Linked DNA regions of Astyanax mexicanus: region 2 is linked to region 1. A link is a contact called in public Hi-C data. All regions are on one chromosome and are shown on one strand. Each heading gives the region's core, a stretch centred on a gene start, on an enhancer-like site or on the middle of the called end of the contact. The rest is flanking DNA. Distances are from core to core; before and after follow the strand shown.

Region 1 (3,832 bases), core at 587-3,086:
GAAAAAAAAAAAACTTCTACAAAGGCGATTACAAACTGAAGAAGGTGCTCTGAGTTTTTCGGACACTAAAGGGCGCTGCTGAGTCAGTCCAAAATGAATGGGTTCATATGGAGCATTAGAGTAAAATCATAATTTATAAATGTTTAAAAATTTGTACATAAGATAAGCCTTTCTTAATCCAACAACGGGGAAATTTTAAATGTTAGAGCTGCGCAGAGAACAAAACACTGGAGATATATAACAATGTAAGATATACAAACTTTACATGTACAAAAATACGAGAGAATGTAACAATACTAGAAAATAAGATTAAGAGGAAGCATGGCTCACCAGTGCGTATCTTATAATAAACTGGGACTAATATTACTGCACATAGCAGCACACTAAAATTGTCTTAGTACGTATTTTGTCAGCAAAATGTAATAACGTTGCAGTACTGCAGAGAACTTTAAAGCTTTTAAACTCCAGTTGTAAGCCTTTAAAAGTGTCTGTAACTGTTAGCATTAGCTTACCGATCAGTCAGCACACAGTAGCAATGATGCTAGTGTCTGTGGTAGAAAAATAAAAATACACTTTATTCTATTTTGTAAAATAGACATGATATTTTATTTAGATTTTAAGCTGTTTAGCTTCATTCACCCTTATTCATTGAAAATGAAAATATACAGATATGGTCTTTGCTTTTTTTAGCAGAATACTTCTACTTTCTAAAATGAAAGGGATTAGTTATAAGGTAATAAAGTAAAAAATGTGTAGCCATGACTTATTAAGTCAAGTCATTCAGTTATAGGGAGTATTTATTAAGTCAAAGAGACTAGATAATTAAGTTGTGGGAACAACATATTAGGGCGAGGGAAAGTAACGTAATTAAGTAGTGGGAACAAGAAAATTAAGTCGGGGGAAGACTTACTAAGGCGTGGGAATGAGATAATTAAGTTGTGGAGAGGACTTGTAAATTTATGGAGATGGGATAATTAAGTTGTGTGAAGGACTTCTTAAGTCATGGGGATGACGAATTAGGGCACAGGAAAAAATAGTTAAGTTGTGGCCACGACTTATTAAGGCATAGGTACAAGATAATTAAGCAGTAGAGAGGGCTTAATAAGTCATAGAAATTAAATAGTTAAGTGGTGGGGACAATATGATTAAATTGCGGGGACGACTTAAATTGTCATAATGAGATTATTAAGCTATGGGGATTACCTGTTAAGTCATTGAAACAAGATAATTAAGTCATGGGAAGGACTTATTAAATCAGGGGAACAAGATAATTAATTTGTGGGGATGACTTAGTAAGCTATGGGGACAAGATAGTTAAGTCGTGGGGAACAAGACAGTTAAGTCGTGGGGATGATTTATTAAGGCCAGGACCTAGGTAGCTTCTTCCCACACTTTCATAAGCCATCTCTGTTACTTAAATACCTCCTTCCCACACCTTAATGAGTCCTCCCCACAACTTAATTATCTCATTCCCACGCATTAATACGTTTTTTTTTAAAGAATATCACCACTCACATATTACTTTTTGTTTGGAAAAAAATGCATGTGTTCCTGTAGAGCTTAAATGTCTTCAATATTAAATTTAGAATTAAAAAACTTGAAAATAGAAAGAAGGAAACCACATTAAATAAGAGGAGATGTGTCCAAACGTTTGACTGGTACTGTATGCTGTGTATGTTTAAATTCATAAACGAAGATAACTAGTCAACAATCCTGTTGCGCCTATGTTTTAACTAGGATGGTCAAGTGCACTAAACACAAAGCAGTGCACTAGATACAATGGGAACACTGCACATTTCAGTTGTAGCTCCTCCCACACAAGCCCAGCTCAACCAATCGGGTATCTGCGGCCCGCGGACATGCGCGGTGTTTACAGAACGTGTCGGAGCACACGCCGAGTCACGGCGACACAGCGGGAAGTGACGATTATGTGTTATGGAGAGGTATTGTAGCTGTGTTACATTATACTATAACTAATAATCAGTTAGATATTAATTGATAAGTGTGTGTTTATGTCTGATTAGTAATAGTGATTAGTACTGAGAGGACTGCGTGTAGCTCCACGTGCCGTACTCAGTTTAGCTGCAGAGGGCAGAGCAGGATCTGCGGTTTCATAAGGTGCTGTTAGGAGTTTAAAGTCCCTTTGGTTTGTGCTGTTGTGATATGATATATGATATTTTACATATTTAAAAGCGTATTATAGTTTTATAGAGAGTTTCATGTGCTTTATATCTGTGTTGGCTGTCAGCTGTTACTTTTACCTTAAAGTAAAATCACGATATTACACAAAAATGTTTTTAAAAAGAGCTCGTTTTACATTTTTACTATTTTTATGTTGTTTAGTTTTTTACTTTATTGCCATAAGCACACATTAACAGGCAATTAACCTTACATGACTAATTGACCTTGAGGTTGGGCTTCACTTGACATCTATGTATGTACATGAAATAACCTCTTACATGGATATGATACTTATACACACATCTACCTATTATTTTAAAACAAACACACAAACCACATATACTTCCTAACCAAGGTAATTAGGAAGGTAACTTTTATTTTAATTAAAAATCTTAAATTCGTACATGGTTGATTTTTTTTGTGCCTATTGAACAATTGAGGGAGGAATAGACTTCTTCCAGTTATTAGTGATCATTTTTTTTTCAAAATATGCTTTACGTAGCCTTGGTCTGTGGTGACCATGTGTTCAGGCTGCATTTCCAATATGAACAATAATGGATCCAGTGGCATGTCAGTTTCCATGATTTCCTTCAGTTCTTCTTTAATATTTTTCGAAAATATGTGGGTGTGATCTCAAACCATACCACAGTTTCTCCAGCAGTTGTTGTTAGAATTGTTTCTAAAAACACAAACTGTTCTAAAAAACGTTTATCCTTCCAATCAAATTCTTTCCATAGCTGTCTCTCGACCCCCATATGACATTTCAAACATACATTTTCCCGACCTTCTTCGCCCACAATTGTATTAAACTCTAGTTCCCATTGAGCTTTAATGTATAAAGTGATATATGATAAGATCAATCATCAGATTTTTATAAGTATAATATAATAAATAAATATATAATATTGCTTTTGTTATTGATGTAGAATGCTCCGACATGCCGAAATGTATAAAATGTATTTCTGTATTGGTTGGTTTTGTTTTAATATTTTCCCTATCTCTATTTTTTTTGTGATGTGTCTGTTTCTTTTATAATTTTATAATAAATTTCAAATTGTTATACCATTTTCTCCCCAATTTACATGACCAATTACCCAATTAGGACTCCCCTTATCACTAGTGATGCCCCAACACCAGGAGGGTGAAGACACGTGCCTCCTCCGGTATATGAGAAGTCAGACTTCACCTCTTTTTGAATTGCTGCTGGTTCAGCATTGTCGAGTAGCTCGGAGGAAAGCGCAGCGACTCGGTTTTCTGATACATCAGGTTACATACGCCTTGTGCTGACCGAAATCCCACTAGGAGTAGAAGGCCAATTGTGCTCTCTGGGCTTCGTCAGCCAATGGCAAGCTACATGAACAGGATTCAAACCGGCGATCTCCTGATCATAGTGCCAGCGGTGAGCCCGCTGAGCCGTAATGTCTAATTCGAAAAAGATCTGTATAGGTCACTTATTAGTTTTTTTTTTTGTGCATTGAAAACACTTCTTATAATATTATTTTCATCCCTTGGTTTTGTCTTATTATTATCAGATGTGTGTAAATTATCTTTGTTCTGACTGGTTGACCTATATTTACCTTTCTCAAATTATTGATCGCTTTTAACTTTAGACTTATTGTGACAGATTAAACTGCTGTATTATGAATTCATG
Region 2 (3,832 bases), core at 576-3,075, 260 kb after region 1:
GTTAAAAGACTAATTTAATGCAATTAAAACAAAATTAGCAAAATCGTTTTAACCATAAATTCTACATATAAACATCTGCATAACAAACATTTGATTCAAATGAGATGGACAACTCTAATATTTCGTGGCTGCAAGGTAAATTTTTAAGCAGAAATGCGTTTTTAAACAGAAAACAGCCTGAAAGCACATGCCTTGAATAGTATGAGTTTTTCCAGCGTTGGTCACTCCATAACTGAACACTAGCGCATTTCTGCCCTGCAGGAAGTCCTGCACTTGAAGTCTGATTGTTCCATCAAAGAACTCTGCCTGAGTCGACTCTGACCCAAAGATCTACACCAAAATACAAATTAAAATATATATTTTTTATACAAATTAGGCCAGTCACAAACACATACAATATTAAGAAAGGCTGCACCTTGGTGAAGCTGAACTTGTGAAGCTGCTGGCCGATTCCCTTCTCACTGCTCTTCATTGTGGCAGAACCTTTAGGAGCGTGAAGTGCAGCAGTTTGTGTGTTCTCCAGAACAACACAACCCTGACAGATAAGACAAAAAAGGACACACGCTACATGGGCTGCACATTCAATTAAGATTTAAGCAAAATAAGCAAGAGCAGTGTTCTCAAACCTGGTCTTCATTGTTGTTGAGCTCTTCTTTACTGAAAGGACGAACTCTGAGATACACCCGAAGTTGCTGCTCAGAACCATCTACAAACTCACTCTACACAGATGGCAGAGAGGAACACATTCAGGAAAATTCTTAGAAAGATGTTAAAAAAAAAAACACCTAATCCTTAAATGAAATAAAATTTCCCTTCATAGTACTTTTCATGTCTGATCTTTTTATTGTATCACTTTTAAACCCTCCTACACCTTTATTTTAGTTCTTTGTTTACCATTTTACTTTCTTATTAAAACTTGATTTTTGAAGTTCAGAAGAAGCATATTCAGAAGAAAAAAAAATATTAAATAAATACACACACACACACACACACACACACACACACGTTTTGACTTTAATTTATTGTGTTAATTACTTCAATTTAGGGAGATTGATTTCATCCAACTAAACAGGATAAGCAGTAGATTTGTGAGCATGCTGATCCTCCATGTACAACAAGCATAATAAACAGTTTTTAGTAAATAATGAAAACTGAAATGTTTTAACATACATATTTCTGTTGTCTATACAAGACACACAAGGCTGTACTATTTGATGGCTGTAAAAAAAATTGACTGCTGTAACAGTGGATTTTTAAAACATAAAAATAACATCACCGAATTGCATGAAATGACTAGGTGTAAAACACTTTTTTTACTTTAAAATGTATTCCTGAAACAAGAAAGGACATTTAAGACCCATTTAATAATAATTTGATAATTTTCAGTTTTTTTTAAGTCAGAAGAGTAGCAGAATGAATACCTGGGAGGTGATTGAGGAGAGTCCAGAAAGCTCTGGTAGAGAAGCGTGGTGAGGGTCACAGGCTGTAGACTCCATGGCCACAATCAGTGTGCCCTCATGAGTCAGATCAATATTAGCCGCCATAACTAAATAATAAAAAGAAAACCTTTACACTAAAATACACCAACCTCTGACCCGACTGTTCGTGTTTATATGAGCCTGCTGTTCTTACCAAACACACAAAACACGAGAGACTATAGAGAGAAATGTCACTGTACGAAGAGCCCTTCACCTCCCTCAGCTCCTCCGATACTGAATAAAACTGAATAAAAGCAGAAGGACAGATTTATTAAAACATATTAACTGGTTTAATAACAGGAATTAAACTGTCTGACAGTCAGAACGAGGCCGACCTCTGAAAACAGCTTTATCCACTTTCAGTGATGACCCGAAGCCCCGCCCTAAACAAGAAACCAACCAATCACATATTAGTTACAAAACACTCCACCAATCAGAGCCGAGAAACAATCAACTGCAGAGAGCAAATGGTACAACTAAGCTCTGCTGAGCTGAAACCACCAAACCAGTCCTGGTACAGAGCCCTGATCTCAGATCAGATCCCGCCGTGTTCTTTATACTTAATTTATTTTAATGTTTATTTATTTTTTGGCGTGTTTAGAACTGTTTATTTCCATGTTCGATCGTTTTATTTAACATGTTACTATTTCCCATTGTAAAACCTCAGAAATCTTTCTTACTAATTAAATCTTAATTGTATTAATCAGTTGGGGGGTTTTTTTTACGTTTTTTGTCTTTTTTCCTGTTGATTTTATCTGTAATTTTCTCTTTCTATCCCTGTTTATTGCAAATACTCTGCTACACTGAAAATAAAAGGTCATCCTCATGTTCCTTAAGAATTAAATTAAAGGGTGACTGATCTGATCACAGCCACAGATTCAAAGTTTTGTGAACAAAGGCTCAGTACTCAAAATAAAACTCCCTTAGATAAACACCAAAATGATTTAAATAAACTTAATAAAATCTCAGTTTATACATCAATAGGATAAGACATTTACGTGAATAGATGCTTCAATTGCATGTCAGGGTTCCCTTTCCACCATTTTAGTGAAATTGGTTGGAAACAGTTAAAAGTATGAACACTTACTGTTAAAATTTGAATAAGCAGGAAAATGTGTTGCCAATTTAATCCAACATTTCTCTTGGCTTTTCTAGAACAAAAAAAAAACATGCCTAAAGTGCACTAAGGCAGGCTGGTTCAGTGGTGACAGTAGCAGACTACTGGATATTAGGACTATTGCCAGTCATCAGCAACCAGTACCAATAGATCAATCCTTCAGACTGTACATCTCATTAGTAGTGGAGGAGAGGTCACAGGATGACAAGGGATGGGATGGCATATTAAAATGCAATACCTCTCCTTCTGCACTTTTTACTGTCTTTATTTTCGCCCACTATTCTTTGTGTACTGCATTTATAACTTTCCTGGGGGAACCCTTCTAAAGGGAACAAAATATGTAATTGTTTTGGAAAATTATATTTACCTCAAGATACTTCTAAAAACAAGCTAGTAATAAAATATTGCTGCAAATGATAACCCAAAGTTCATATTCAGCAATATTTCTATAGATCAGAGTGAAAAAGAACAAAACAGAAACCACATCAAATTCTAATTTCTTTATTGTGCTGACATGAGTTTGATCAAAGCAGCTCAATCTGGCAACACAAGGCAGTTTATGCGTCTGCGATGGTAACCTCCACCTCGACACCGGGCTCAATGCTGATGCTGGTGATCTGCTTGACAATCTCAGATGGGCTGTGAAGGTCAATGAGGCGCTTGTGGATTCTCATCTGAAACCTGTCCCAGGTCTTGGAACCCTCTCCACAAGGAGTCTTTCGGGTGGTGATGCGCAGGGTCTGTGAGGAGCACAAGACTGGGTTAGATCAAGGAACACACATTTGACCATTAACATACCCAACATTTGAAATGACTTTGGAGACTTAAACTATGCACTAAATGTAAGTGTGAAAGCACACATTTAATAGAGCAGTACAAGCACAACAGCCATTTATGATGTCGCTGTTCTGATGGTGAACGAGTCAGTAACTAATTTAACACTAGATTTTAAGCACCTCCACATAGTTGAATGTGAAATCATAATGACATAATTCAGGAAACAATAAATAAAAATCAACCACACATCATTTACCTTGGTGGGCATGCGCACTGGCCCCTTCACCTTAAGGCTCTTCTCCTTAGCACCACGGATCAGATCAGCGCACACTGCAAAAATACAAATTTCACATGAGCAAGAGTTTTTTTTTCTCTTAAAACAACCTCAGTTCTTGAGAAAGTACAAAGGCTCAGAATAGCGTATGATATAATTCACATAGCATCATTCTAATATTGTCAT

The links. A called contact is a pair of places that touch in the nucleus more often than the background predicts.
Region 2: a Hi-C map of blood shows a contact between it and region 1, with 3 times the contacts expected there. The contact joins the promoter of zgc:56231 here to the promoter of fastkd3 in region 1. A contact is called at or near these places in 2 of 3 Hi-C or Micro-C datasets (blood and muscle).

What each region holds. Positions count from the first base shown.
Region 1 is chr8:35,196,110-35,199,941 of AstMex3_surface, forward strand. It overlaps fastkd3 (FAST kinase domains 3), which reads left to right and starts at 1,837. Exons shown (of 7, transcript XM_007240033.4): 1 at 1,837-1,943.
Region 2 is chr8:35,452,439-35,456,270 of AstMex3_surface, forward strand. zgc:56231 (KISc_KIF23_like and GBP_C domain-containing protein) reads right to left here and starts at 1,826. Exons shown (of 18, transcript XM_022677639.2): 1 at 1,422-1,826; 2 at 627-719; 3 at 416-535; 4 at 192-330. The coding sequence starts at 1,544. It overlaps rps20 (ribosomal protein S20), which reads right to left. Exons shown (of 4, transcript XM_007231072.3): 3 at 3,629-3,702; 4 at 3,081-3,335. The coding sequence ends at 3,153. It overlaps LOC125804055 (small nucleolar RNA U54), which reads right to left; the gene lies at 3,776-3,832.